Linked DNA regions of Macaca mulatta: region 1 is linked to region 2. The links are chromatin contacts, called in public Hi-C maps. All regions are on one chromosome and are shown on one strand. Each heading gives the region's core, a stretch centred on a gene start, on an enhancer-like site or on the middle of the called end of the contact. The rest is flanking DNA. Distances are from core to core; before and after follow the strand shown.

Region 1 (7,155 bases), core at 2,207-4,706, 620 kb before region 2:
TCCGAGCTGGTGGGCTCGGTCTCGGGCTCTGCTCTGTGCCATGCACAGGCCTCTGGCCAGGACATGTTAGGTCTCGTTATTTTGGTGGACTCTTGCTTTGTGGCACCGTCAAATGGATCTCCAGCCTGAGAGAGAGGAACTTTCTAACCCTTCATGGCTAAACACCCTGCAGCTTCCAGCTATGGAAGGGCAGCGTCTTGTTTAGCTCCCTCTCGTGGACCAGAGTACTCCTGCCATGTGGTGTCCACAGAGCACGCTGCAGTGAGTCAAGCCAGCCATGCTGCTGGGCCAGAGCCCAGCCTGTGGGGATTTTCTCTCAGAGGAAGTTATTCTCAGAAGTCAGAACCCAGCACCAGATAGAATACTTGCCAATTTAGTTTTCTGTTGCTGTGTGATGAACTGCCGCACACTAAGCAGCTTAAACCGACACCCGTTCACTCCCTCCTAGTGGTGGAGTTCAAGAGTCTGGGTGGGCTCACCTGGGTTCTCTGCGCAGGGTCTCACCAGGCTGCAATCAACGTTTTCAGCGTGGCTGGGCTCTTAGCTGAAGTTTCTGGGGAAGAATCACTTCCAAACCCGCTCAGCTTTCGACAGAATCCAGTTCCTTGTGGCTGTAGGTCTGAGGTCCCTGTTTCCTTGCTGACCTCGGACAGGGGTTACTTTATTTTCTAGAGGCCACCAGCATTCCTTATCACGTGGCCTCTTCCACCTCCAAATAGCAAGCGTGCATTCAGACCTTCTTGTGCTTTGAATGTTTGAATGTCTCTGATATCCCCTTCTGCCACCAGCAGAAAACCCTTTTGTGCTCATGTGATTAAATGCGGGTCACGGGATAGCCTCCCTGCTTGCAGGAATGATACCACATTCAGAGGTTCCACCCACACTCAGAGGAGCGGGGAGAGTTATAGGAGAGTCATGGGGGTCATTTTTGAATTGTGCCTGCCATACTTTCACCTTCAAAACCCATGCCCTCGCTCAGTCCCACATCTTTCTTTACTGCCCTGTCACTCTCTCTCCTTTCTGTGAAGCCCTCTCACAATTTCTTCCTCCGCCCACTGAGAAATTCCTTTCTCAGCCCACTGCAGCCTCTCCTGGCAAGGTCAGTAGCAGCATCCTGGTGGCTGACTCCCATGGATATGACTTGCTGGACTTGACCTCCTGGTGGCAGTCAGTGCTACAGTCATTCTCTTCCTCGCCTGCCTTGTCCTTCTAGGCCCACGTTCTGCTGAGTTTCTTCTCTGTCACTGGCCCCTCTGCAACGTCCCTCCTGACCCATCTGTTGATTTCTTTATTTTATTTTTTATTTTAGAGATAGAGTTTCACTCTGTCGCCCGAGGCTGGAGTGCAGTGGCGTGATCTCGGCTCACTGCAACCTCTGCCTCCTGGGTTCAAATGATTTTCCTGCCTCAGCCTCCTGAGTAGCTGTGATTACAGGCACATGCCACTATGCCTGGCTAGTTTTTCTATTTTTAGTAGAGATGGGGTTTCATCATGTTGTCCAGGCTGGTCTTGAACTCCTGACCTCAAGTGATCCACCTGCCTCGGCCTCCCAAAGTGCTGGGATTACAGGCGTGGGAACTTGGCTGTCTGCAACCTGTGCCTCCTGGGTTCAAGTGATTCTCCTGCCTCCGCTTCCTGAGTAGCTGGGACTACAGGTGTGCACTACTGTGCCTGGCGGATATAATTTTTTAAAAATATTGTGTAATATGTCAACTTTTGGAAGATCTGCATAACACAGTAAACCAATATTTTCTAAGTGACCAGTGCATGATGTTACAGGATCATGGGTGGGGCAAAGTTACATCCAAGTGCAAGATAGAGCAGTGGATTTTTTTTTTTTTTTGAGACAGAGTGGCGCTGTCTCGGCTCACTGCAACCTCCACCTCCTAGGTTCAAGCGATTCTCCTGCCTCAGCCTTCCTGAGTAGCTGGGATTACAGGCGCCCACCACCACTCCTAAAGTGCTGGGATTACAGGTGTGAGCCCAGGAGTTTGAGACCAGCCTGGGCAACATGGTGAAATCTCATCTCTACAAAAAATACAAAAATTAGCTGGGCACAGTGGCACATGCCTGTAGTCCCAGATACTCTGGAACCTGAGATGGGAGGATCACTTGAGGCCAGGAAGTCAAGGCTGCAGTGAACCATGATTGCACCACTGCACTCCGGTTTGGGTGACAGATTGAGACCCTGTCAAAAAGAAAAAAAAAAAATTGAGAAGCTGTCATGTTCAGGCTGGTGGACACATGTTTTCCAAAGTTCTCATTTTTGCTTGAATGCTCAAATTTTGTCATTGGCAATAAATATCTTTAGTTTGTTTCCTTTGAAGTGATCAGCTCAGTTTGTTCATTTTTAAGAGAGTATGGGTCTTGCTATGTTGTCCAGGCTGGTTTCGACTGCCTGGGCTCAAGCAGTTCTCCTGTCCCAGCCTCCCAAGTAGCTGGAACTATAGACGCATGCCACCATGCCCAGTTGTCAGTTGTTTTTTAGTAAAAATGATATTCTGCAAAATAAAGTGGCTAGTTCAGCCCACAACTCAAGACAATTGCACAAGAACAAGATCGGGCACAAGAACAAGATCTCTAGGCAGCCATCATGCTTTCATGGGCAGCAGGCATGCCTTATGCATAGTTCTCATTTCCTCACACAGGACGTTAAAGGGCAGTGACCTTGAAGGTCAGGATTTAATAAAGTAAACCATTTGTGTTCAAGGTGATTTTAAGTGCAGTTGGCTTTATTGTTTTAATTGAAAAACTTTCTAAAATACTGTGAGTGGGCCTGGCATGGTGGCTCACACCTGTAATCCCAGCACTTTGGGAGGCCAAGGCGGGTGGATCACCTGAGGTCAGGAGTTCGAGACCAGCCTGGCCAACATGGCAAAACCCCGTCTCTACTAAAAATACAAAAATTAGCCAGGTGTGGTGGTGCATACCTGTAATCCCAGCTGCTCTGGAGGCTGAGGCAGAAGAATCACTTGAACCCGGCAGGCAGAAGTTGCAGTGAGCCAAGATCTCACCACCACTTCACTCCAGCCTGGGCGAAAGAGTGAAACTCCATCTCAAAAAAATAAAAATAAAAATAAACACTGTGAGTGCACGGTGGTGAAGAATACTCATTCAGTTTGGAGGGGCCATTGTCTGAATCCTCCAGAAGCTCCAGAAGTTTTACCCATCATTGCTTTTGTACCATTAGCACAAATATCAAAACACTGAAAAAGCAAACTGTGTCTCAGTAGGAAACTAGAGCTTGCTGCCCCTTCCCCACCCCCAGAAAGTGTTCTGGGCCCCCTAGGGGTTCATGGACCACACTTTGAGAACTACTGTTCTTGCCTTATCTCCTGTGAGTCTCATCCCCGACTTGTGCTCTGAACAGATTTCGGTACCCAAATAGATCTCCATACCATCTGCGCTTCCCTCGTTCTCTGCTGGGCTTTTGCCCAGCCTGTTCCCCTTGCCAGGAATTCTCTACCCACCAGCCTTTGCTTGGCCAACTTCTGTGTGTCTTCATTATTCAGGCCTTCCCCACGGAGGCTATATGCTGTCTCTTCTGGGCTCCCCGTCCTTGCCCCTGTCATGGCACTTACCACGTGGGATTGCATTTGTGTGCCATCCTTAGCTTGATCATTCATTCATTTGTTCATTCATTTGTGTATTAATGCAACACGTATTTCTTGAGCGCCTGCTCAGTGCCCCACACAGTTTCAGACACTGCATTGAACAAAAGGGACAAGTCCCTGCCCTCAGGAAGAACCGACCTTCTAGTGAGGGGCCAGGAAGCAGGGAGGGAAACAGCATGGGGGGCGGTCACAAAGTGGAGCTGCTTCAGACAGTGTGGCAGGAAGATGTCATCTAAGAAGACATCTGAGCCCAGATCTGAAGGACCTGAGGGAGGGAGCCGTGCAGCTGTGGGGGGTTTCGGGGGGACATTCCCAGCACAGGGAAGAGCAGCTGCAAAGGCCTGGACACCTTGCTTGTGAAACAAGGAGGCCCCTGCGCCAGAGAGTGGTGGTGATGGTGGGAGGCGACAGGAGGCAAAGTCAGAGGGGTGGGGGGACCTATGTAAAGCCTGGCTTTTACTCTGTGTGAGATGGGAGCCACTGGAGGGTTCTGAGCAGAGGACGGGGGGGTCTGACTCGTGTTTTGAAAAGGATCCCACTGGCTTCCCTCAGGGCTCAAGAGTGGAGGAAGAGAGACCAGTAAGGAAACTATTGTGATAACCTTGGTGAGAAATGAGGGCAGCTTGGATTAGGATGGTATCAGAGGTGGGGGGAATTCGTCCATTTCCTCTCTAGCTGGCACTCTAGACGTTCTTGCCGGTCACCAGCTTTGGGATCTTGGGCAAGCGATCGTCCCCGCTCTGGGCCTGTATGAGTCTGGATTCTCTAGAGAAACAGAACCAATATAGAGAGAGGGTGCGTGTGTGTGTGTGTGTGTGTGTGTGTGTGTGTGTGGAGGGAGAGGGAGAGGGAAATTGATTTAGTTATTTTAAGGAACTGGCTCACATGATTGTGGGGGCTGGTGAGTCTGGAATCTGCAGGACAGGTCAGCAGGCTGGAGACCCAGTTGTTGTTGCTGTCTAGAGGAAGAATTCCTTCTCTCTTTTCTCTGAAGGCCTTCAACTGATTGAGTCCCACCCACATCATGAAAGGTAGTTTGCTTTACTCAGTGTTTACTGATTTAAATGCTAATCACATCTATAAAATACCTTCATAGTGACATCTAGTCTGGTGTTTGACCAAACAGGTAGATAGATACCATGGCCTTGCCAAGTTGACACATAAAATTAACCATCACGGAAATTAGTCGGGCACAGTGGCACAAGCCTGTAATCCCAGCTACATGGGAGGCTGAGGCAGGACAATTGCTTGAAGCCAGGAGGCAGAGATTGCAGTGAGCCAAGATCGCATCACTGCACTCCAGCCTGGGAGACAGAGCAAGACTCCATCAAAAAAAAAACAAACATGGGTCCTCATTGTGGTTGTTTGTACAGTGAAGCTATCGATACTGCAATGCTATGCCAGAAGTCGCTAGTACATAGTACAGACCAAGAACATACTCATCCCCCTAAACTCTCTGAAGAGAGAGCTGCCCAGGTTACCCTTAATCTCATGCCCACGGGTCCTGAAGTCCTGAGGTTCGTTCTGCCATCGTACATCAGTTCTGCTTACTGTAACTGTGGTCTGCACAGGAGGCAGCTACCCATCTCATCTGTATAATGGCCTTGGGAGTCCTTGAATTGAGGCCTCCCTCGCTGCGCTAATGGAGCTTTGTGGCTGGAAGCTGGCCAGGGCCCAGACTTCCTGTTAGCAGGACCACGCTCATCAGTTTCTGTAACCATGTTCTGCTGAGACTTTCAATACTTGACACTCAAATCAATAATGTTCCTGCTGACATAGGTTGGTTCTGCAATCAGGAAATAAACGTTCACCTGGTTATCTTATCTGGGGATTCTATACCCTTGGCATATGCTGAGAGTTTGAAAATGAATGATCACGTTGCCTCTAGCTATTGCCTTATGTCTCAGATCGCTTCAAAGAGGGGCCTGGGCTCGGGGGAGGCACCACAAGTGTGCATTTGGGAAGCTGGCGTTGGACTTTGCCTGTGGGGGCTACCTCTTTGCAGAATTCTTTATAGAATTCTTCTGTTATTAGCTACTTGGGTTTCTGCTGGAACAGTGACCCGGAGGTGATGATTTTCATTCAAGAATAAATGGTCTTTTACGTTCTTGCATTACAGTCAGCAGCCTGTGAACCCCCTGCCTTGTATGGAGGCAGGGAGATGATTGTACATTGTGGAGTATTTTTAGAAAAAATCAGATGTATTTCAAGTAAGTACGGAATATCTGATAGAGTCAATGAAGTGTTGCTTGGGTCAGTGTTAACACAGAATGTGGCCCAAACGAGTCAAATCTTCCCTCCTGAACTCTGGCTTTTTGGGCTGTAAAATGTAGATACTTATTTCCTTAAAGTAGATGTTAGCAAACTACTGCCAATGTCCTAATCTGGCCCACCACTTGTATTTGTAAATAAAGTTTTATTGGAACACAGCCATGCTCGTTCATTTACAGATTGTCTGTGGCTGATTTTGTACTACAGTGGCAGTTGAGTAGTCACAATAGAGACCAAATGTGTCATGCAATGCCAAGAATGTTTACTATCTGTCACATAACAGAAAAAAGATTGCTGACTCTAGCCTTAGAAGGTTGTATTGAGAAATATATGTTGGGGGGTAGAACAGAGTAATGCTTAAACAGCCCAGGCTTTAGAGTCACACAGGTGGGATGAAGTCCTAACTCCTCCATTACTAGTTGTGAGACCTTGGGCAAGTTACTAAACCATTCTGTGCTCAAAAAGTAGCAGCTATTATTATTAAATTGTTGGTACTCCTAGAGCAAAGGTCCCAAACTGATAGCCTATGTGCTGGAATTGGCTTACAGGCATGGTATGTTTGGCCAACCAACATAGTGATGTAAAAAAAAAAATTTTTTTTGAGACAGAGTCTTGCTCTGTCACCCAGGCTGGAGTGCAGTGGCACGATCTCGTCTCACTGCAACTTCCACCTCCCCTCAAGTGATTCTCCTGCCTCAGCCTCCCAAGTAGCTGGGATTATAGGCACACACCACCAGGCCTGGCTAGCTTTTGTGTTTTTGGTAGAGATGGAGTTCGCCATGTTGGCCAGGCTGGTCTTGAACTCCTGACCTCAGGTGATCCGCCTGCCTTGGCCTCCCAAAGTGCTGGGATTACAGGCATGAGCCACCATGCCTGGCCTATAAATTTTTTAAAAGATTCCCACTTTTAAGTATATAAGGAGATTTTACATTAAAATCTTGATTTCCAGTTTCTTTAGAAAATCCTAGGCCAGGCACGGTGGCTCACGCCTGTAATCCCAGCACTTTGGGAGGCCGAGGCAGACGGATCACGAGATCAGGAGATCGAGACCATCCTGGCTAACATGGCAAAATCCCTTCTCTACTAAAAATACAAAAAAATTAGCAGGGCATGGTGGCAGGCGCCTGTAGTCCCAGCTATTCGGGAGGCTGAGGCAGGAGAATGGTGTGAACCCAGGAGGCGGAGCTTGCAGTGAGCCAAGATCGCACCACTGCACTCCAGCCTGGGCGGCAGAGCGAGACTCTGTCTCAAAAAAAAAAAAAACGAAAAA
Region 2 (7,198 bases), core at 4,198-6,697:
AGGGTAGAGGCTGCATCTGTGACCCTGATGGGTTGCCCCAAGCCTGCTGACACTGGCCGTGCCAATCACAAGAAATTCTAAAAATCCACCTCCTTATCTCAGAGCGGGTGACACTCCCGAGCTTCAGGAATGCTGGTGGGGAGCCCCGCCCCGTCTCCCTCCCCCACCTCCTCCGCTGGGGAAAGGCTGGAAGAGGACTGCTGAATTCTCCAGGCCCCAGCCCCCAAGTATCCCCCTCTAACTCTGGGACCCTCTCAGATCAACACATTCCAGGAGGATCAGGACCTGCAGACTCCAAGTCAGACACCCTCAAGCCCAGAGACGCCTACCTGGGCTCTAAACATCCCCCCCCTACACCAGAATCCAAAGAGAATCTCACTACAGAGCCCTAGCATGTCCCTAAGGACTCCACGGGCACACCAATGTTATTTCTGAATAATTTCAGGATCCTTTGAGAAGACGGTCCATTTGCTATGGCAGAAAGAATACAAGATCTTGAATCCAGCATGTTGGGTCTTAGCTATGACCCTGAACAAATCCCTTCCTCATTCTGTGCCTCGGTTTCTCCGTCTGTGAAACAGAATTGTTACCCTCTCTTACCTTGCCCTCCCTGTAGAATGGTTGAAAGAACCGAACCAGCTTCCCAATGTAAGGGACACTTTAGAATTTCTACAAGCACCTTCTTTTTCCTTCACGCAAATCACTGCTCCTCGGACTCAGTTTCTTCCCCTGCTAAACGGAAGGAAGATGTACGTGCCTGCCTCACTCCACTTCACAGTGCTGGGAGAGGAGGGAGCCGAATAGACAAGACTCTGCTCATCTGGCACTTTCTCCCTTTAAACTTAGAGGCCAGGGACTGACCAGACCTTATTCCCAAGGCAGCAAGAAGCAGGCTCCCAGCAAGCATGTGCTGAATGAATACCTGACTGTGGATGGATGGACAATGTTGCTTTAAGAAATTAAAAGGCCAGGTGGGTGGCTCACACCTGTAATCTCAGCACTTTGGGAGGCCAAGGCAGGCAGATCACCTGAGGTCAGGAGTTTGAGACCAGCCTGGCCAACGTGGTGAAACCCTGTCTCTACTAAAAATACAAAAATTAGCCCAGCATGGTGGTGTGTACCTATAATCCCAGCTACTTGGGAGGCTGAGGAGAGTCACTTGAACCCAGAAGACAGAGGTTGTGGTAAGCCGAGATCACGCCACTGCACTCCAGCCTGGGTGACAGAGCTCAAAAAAAAAAAAAAAAAAAAGTGCCATCCACTAACAGAGCATCGCATCCTCTTTTTGTCCCAAAGGACACTGTCTCCAGCTTCCCCATCCTAGCCAGCTTAAAGAAAGGGTCTAAACCTCACTGAGGAGGCTGGGTGTGGGGGTGGTCACGCCAAGAGGGGGCATGGAAGGAAACTTCCAAACTTGAACACTTCTTGTGGTGAGAGAGGAAGTGGCGCTGCAGGAGGGACAAGGGGCTAAGGGGCTGGCAGGAGGGACAAGAGGCCGGGGATGCCCCCCTGCACCCCGCCCGGCCTGGCCTGCGTCATGCCTGGTCTGTCTGGGGAAGGCCAGGACCTAGCCGAGCCTGGCGGCAGGAACAATGTCAGGCAGGTGCCGGCCGAGCTGCGGGAAAGGCCCAGCCCGGTGTCATTGTCAGAGCTCAGCCAAGTGCAGAAAAGCAATTTACTGGTCACGCCGCTTGCTCCCCACGGAAATTTTTAAAATTCTTCCAATTTGAGCTATCTACGGTGTCCCGAGTCGTGTGGAGAAGGGATGAAGGGATTTTATTAAATTCCCAGCTTCCTACTTCCTAGGGTGGCCAGCGGGTGAGGGCGGGGCTCACCACTTCGGGGGTGGGCAGGACGGTGTCTGGCATTGAATGTGCTCATGGAAACGTAGCTGGGGGCAGGGACCCATTCTGAGCCTGGTAGCGATGGACAGGAGGAAAGAAGGGGCCCAGAAACTCCACTGCTGAGACTCGTCCAGTCTTGGAAAACACTGAGGTGGGGGAGGGAAGGGTGTAGGCACATCCATTTCCCAGCAGCCACAGTGTGCCTTCCTGGGAGGATGAGAACTGGCAAAACTTCCCCACCCCTATCATATACCAGTTTAACTCCATGACCAACCATTTCACAAATGATGCGGCGAAGATTCTGGGGATCCACAGAGAGGGAAAGATGGCACTGGAGCTGGGGTTCAGGCCTAGGCCACTGGATCGCAAAGCCCTGAGCCCTTCCCTCCACGCAGAGAGGCTTCCCTGGGCCCTGCTCACCCTAAAGGAGCTTCAGCTGCTACCCGCTAAGTGTAGCCTACCCAAACCTCAGCAGGGAACAGGCCTCAGATTCCTGGCAGTTAACATCATGTGGCTCCCACCCCTCGTTTCAACCATTAAGGCCACCCGACTTTTGTTCCTATAGTGTAAATGGGGACATAAGCCTGACAACCTTGCCCATAACTCCCAGGATAACATTTCTTTCTCTTTAGGGGTCACAGATGTTTTGAAACTCTGTGGGGAGCAGACAACCCTCTTCCAGACACAGCACATTTAAGCACCATTTTTGTGCAATGTTTCAGGGGCCTCCCCCTCCCACAATCCCATCCTTTGACACTCCAAGGGTACATGGACCATGGGTTAAAAACATCAGTCCTATGGCACTTTGGATGCAGAAAGGCCGGTGGGGACAAAGGGGCGATGGAAGGGGGAAGGTGGAGGTGGTGGGGAGAGGAGGTTCCCTCACCTGCTCTAAGGCTGCCGTTTGACCTAACCAGGGCAGACCACCCAGCTCTTTCCCAAGATGCTGGCTCTAGCTCTGGCCAGGAGGTGGAGGTGGGATGCAGAGTCCACGCTCCCTCCCTCCAGCTCCCCCAGAGAACACAGAGACCACACAGCAGCCCCTCCTGGGCCCCACTTCAAGAAGAACCAAGAGCAGCAGGCATCCAGAGGCTTGAGCCACACGTCTGCAGGCCTCCCTGCTACTCCATGCCCATTTCATCACTCCTGCCCCCAGGCTCAGAACTCTGGAAAAGAGCTCTTGCCCAGGTCAGACAAGCAGACCCCCTGGAGTGACCCCGGGGCCTGCCCTCTGCTTGGGGACTCAGCTGCAGACCAGGCAGGCCATGCCTGGCACTGGCCTCCCTCTTTGACACCAGCCGTTCCCCACCCCCGCCCCCATCACCACACAGGGTCACATCTGCTTTGGCAAACAGCCAGTCTTAAGTTACTGACTCCAGTTATATTGATTCAAGGAGTCACTGGGGACTCCAGCCTGGCCAACAGGAGGAAAGAACCCATCAGTCCGTCCACCCTTCCGTCCCCAAGCCCTACTGGATGCCCCCAGCTCAGTGCCTATCAGGAGGGTAACAACCCTCTTCTGGGTGTGGAGGGAAGATAACAGGCCCACCACCGCCAAACACGGCGAGAGGCTGCTGAGTCCCAGCAGTGCTCAAGGCACACAACACTCCTTGAGCCAGAAAACCGGGAGAACCACCAATTTCCTGTGCTTAAGACTTGCTCTGGGGATCTCCTGAATCCAGAAGGCTAAGGTCTAAGATTCTTCTCTAATCCCGGAAAGCCACCTGCCTTCCACCGAGGGGGAAGGGTCAGACAACCTTCTTTTGGCCTGTGTCCAGTTCCTCCTGGCCTGGCCCCTTGCAGCGCTAGGTGGGTGGGGGCTTGGGGAGCTGACGCTTCCTATTCCCTTTGCCCGCCGCCCCCCACCCCCAACATGCAGAGGCAGCCCTGGTCTGGTTCTAATCGGGGCTGAAGTCGGCTCCCTTTTTCGCTCTTCTCTCTCCCTCCCCCCAACCCTTTTTCCTTCATTTCTACGGCTTTGGAAGCCAGAGCGTTCCAACTGTCTGTGTGCCAAGACCTTCCCGAGTCTGAAAGCTGCTGAAGTAACAGATCAGATTTTAGCAAGTGCTTTCCAGGCTGAGCGCCAAGCCCTCTTCTGATTCACGGAGAGCGAGCGAACGGGGAGCAGGCGGGGAACCAACGAGGGCTGCACCACCTTAGGCGAGGGAGTGCGGAGCGTGGCCCGTCCGGGAGCGGCCTCGCGGGCAACGGCCACTCGGCCTAGGCGCCCTCGAGGTTCCCCTTGTCCCGGGCGTGTGTGTGTCTGTATGTGTGTCTCAGTGCTGCAAGAGCCTTCAAAACCACAGAGTAATTTACAACTGAAGCTTTCTCCCTGGACTCGAAATCCACTCGGCTGAAAGCCTTTTTGTTTGGAAGCGGTGATGTTAAGGGAAGGTTGGCAGAGAAAATCCCTAGGTCCTACCCCTCGCTGACTGCGGGCAGGGGTCTTAGAGCCGGGTATATTGCTGCGGCTGAACCCGCCGGGTCTGCGGGATCTCCTTCCAGCCGAGGCCGACAGGGGCCGCGACAGCCAGCGCCGCCTCGGGCCCCGCGGCAGAGCCCCTTGCCCTTGGCCGGTCCCCCGCCGGCGCAGGGCGCGCGCGGAGCCGCCCTTCCGCGCCCTGGGAACAGGTGCACTGGGCTCGGCGCCCAGGAGGGGTGGGGCACAGGGAGGGGGCGCGGCCGGGGAAGGGGGGTCGGCGTGTACCGCGAGGCAGGGGCGGGAGGAGGTCAGAGTCAGGAGCCCACGTACCTGTACCTGGAAGCACAGCAGCAGGAAGTGTAAACACCTGCGGGAAACAGATGGAGAAGCGGTCAGTGGGACCTGAGGAGGGGGGCGCACGGACAGACAGACACTCAGTCGAACAGTCAAGCGAACGGACGGGCGGGTAGACAGAGGCACAGGGCACAGGCACACGGACAGACGGCCAGGCAGGGTGGGCAGCCCCGCGCGCGGGCGCTTACAGGCAAGTGCAGGCGGAGGGCGCTGAATACATCGCTGGGCGGGAGGGAGGCGGCGGCTCCTAGCCCAGCCTGCACATGTCCGCTCCGCGCGGCCGGGACCGGGCGCCTCCGCCGCCGCCGCCGCCGCCGCCGCCGCTGCTGCTGCTCCCTCCTCGCCGGCTGCTGCTGCTGCAGACTCTGCTGCTCCGGGGCGCTCCGCGGCGCGCCCTGCGGCATCAGCGCCCCGCGCGGCTCCTCCCGAGCGCTGCGCCCTCCGGGCTGGCGCAGGGGCTGCGGGGCGGCAGCCGCTATGCAGGAGGCGCCTGGCTGGTGCGGGGAAGCTTGCTTACTGCTGGCCGGCCGGCCGTCCGGGCGTCCGTGGGAGGTTGGCTTCCCGGCTCAGTTCGGGGACAGCATGCGCGGCGGGGCTGGAAGCCGGGTTGCACTCTCCGGCCCGGGCGCGGAGCTGCGTGAGGCCAGGGGTCAGCGCTCCGGGGTCGGGGCGCGCGGCTGCAGCACGAAAGCGTCACGGCCGCTCCGTCTGGGCGCCCGCCGGCTCATGTCTCCTCCTCCGCGTCTCTCCGGCCGTGCGCATCGCCGCCTCCCACCACTGGCGGCGGCCGGGGCGTTTTCTACGCGCGGGCGGCGAGGGGGCGGGGGGCCGGGGGCGGGCCCGGGCCAGAGCCGGCACAATGAGGATGCGGGGCCTGGGGGCTCCCCCCTCGGGGCGCGGCCGGACGGGCGCTCAGCTCGCCTGGGTGCGCCCAGCCCACATCAAAGGCGGCCCTGCCTGCTCGCCTGCCTGCCGCGGCCTCTCGCTGCCTCCTCCTCCTTCTCCCGGCGGCTCGGGGTTGGAGGGGAGGCGCTCAGACTCTCGGCGACGGAACCGGCAGCTCCGAAGGGGCAGGACCCACGAAACTGAAGCTGGTGAGCGCTGGAAGCCGTCGGAGCTCTGCGCCCGAACGCAGTGACCCGCTCCTCCGCGCAAACGTTGCCCAAACTGGGCAGGCGATGCTTCCCAAGAAAGCAGTTAGGTACGGAGCGTCCTCACCTGCCCACATTCGCTAGTCGCACTCACCAGCGCTCGAGTGGGGAGCCGAGAGGGGGCGGGTCAGACCCAGCCCCGGGGCGGCTCCACTGAATGGGGGTCGCTTTTACCCGCTCTGTGATCGTGGAGTTTCCCAGCCACCCTCTTGACTGGCTACGCACTTAAGTGAGCCCCCTTTCTCTTCTTACGTCCCTGCCGCTGCGAAGGGGGCTCCGGGGCGTCTCTCCTTCCCACCCCTTGCCGCCTCCAGGGTTCTGGGGTCGGTTCACGGGATCCCAGCTGGGCTCTCCCGTAGGCGAGCCAGCTTTGGAAACACACGGCTACCACCAAGCGGCCCCGAGACGTCACTGCAACCCCAGCACGGACGGCTGCACGCCGGGGAGCAGCCAGCAGGACTCTGGTCAGCGACCACGCTGAGGCCCTCTTCCGGCCTCCTCCCAAAACCAGGCTGAGACTTGCCTCCGTTTGCATACTATGTAGCTTCGTTCCTTTAACCAGGGTCCCATTCAGGACACTGGTTCTTACCGCCTCCACCCCTTCCAGAGGCATAAGTCCTGTCCTTCCCACCAACTCCAAAACGTAGATGTTCTTGTCACGCACCTGCCTCACTGTGTAGAGCCGGTGTCAGCCAAGCTCTGCTTAGGCCCAATGCTAAGGAAAATAGGTCAGTGAGAAAGACATTGGAGTACAGCCTCAACCAAAACTCAGGAATCTGGACTGTTTGGTTAAAGCCTCCTTGCGTTGGCAATGGTTGATGGTCCACTAGAGCATAAACTGAGGTAGGACTGTGGAACGGTGCTATTTCCTGAAGCCATGAATATAAAACATTAGTAATTGTTCCAAATATCAGACCTCCTTGCAAGCTATTTTAAGTTCCCTTTCAAAGCTGAGGCTATTTTAAACAGATAGCCTCTGTTTCAACACTGGACGCAAGTGCAGAAAACCTTTTCAAAACCAGGTGCTGAGTGATGGCGAAAATTCCTGCATGAAGCTTTTGAGCTGAATTTACTTAGGCATTCTGATTGCCAGAGCTGGACTTGCCAAGTTACTCGTAACTTTCCAAGTTCTGGAGAAAATGAACCAATCCCAAGATAGGATGCAATGACGAACCATAAATAGAAATGGACAGAAATTCTCCCACCGATGACCTCAGTCATTGCCACCATCTTTGATCTTGCTTTATAGGAAGATTGACAAACCCAGTCAAGAGGGGTTTTTGGCTTACCATCTGCTAGTTTGAAGTATCTCCTGGCTAAGAATCATGCTTCAAATTTTCTGTACTGTTACTATTTTTTATTACTTGTGAATGGAATGGGTATATAATTATTTATACCCTATCTAAAATGCTTGCAGTATTTTTCAA

What was found. Hi-C and Micro-C count contacts between places; a contact is called where the count stands out from the background.
Region 1: a contact with region 2 is called in a Hi-C map of fetal cortex germinal zone, with 2.5 times the contacts expected there. The contact joins the enhancer-like site here to the promoter of FGF18 in region 2. A contact is called at or near these places in 3 of 14 Hi-C or Micro-C datasets (fetal cortex germinal zone, fetal cortical plate and liver).

The regions. Positions count from the first base shown.
Region 1 is chr6:180,896,277-180,903,431 of T2T-MMU8v2.0, reverse strand. The region is part of intron 18 of STK10 (serine/threonine kinase 10); the gene reads left to right. The region is part of intron 2 of LOC114678969 (a long non-coding RNA gene); the gene reads right to left. Among named protein-coding and RNA genes, the nearest start is that of FBXW11, 49 kb to the right of the region's middle. Within about 2 kb of position 3,456, at least 9 of the 40 cell types and tissues checked have an H3K27ac peak or open chromatin away from gene starts, as enhancers often do. A contact at or near this core is called in fetal cortex germinal zone and fetal cortical plate, where this site is marked.
Region 2 is chr6:180,274,544-180,281,741 of T2T-MMU8v2.0, reverse strand. It overlaps FGF18 (fibroblast growth factor 18), which reads right to left and starts at 5,447. Exons shown (of 5, transcript XM_015141412.3): 1 at 4,809-5,447; 2 at 4,597-4,633. The coding sequence starts at 4,840.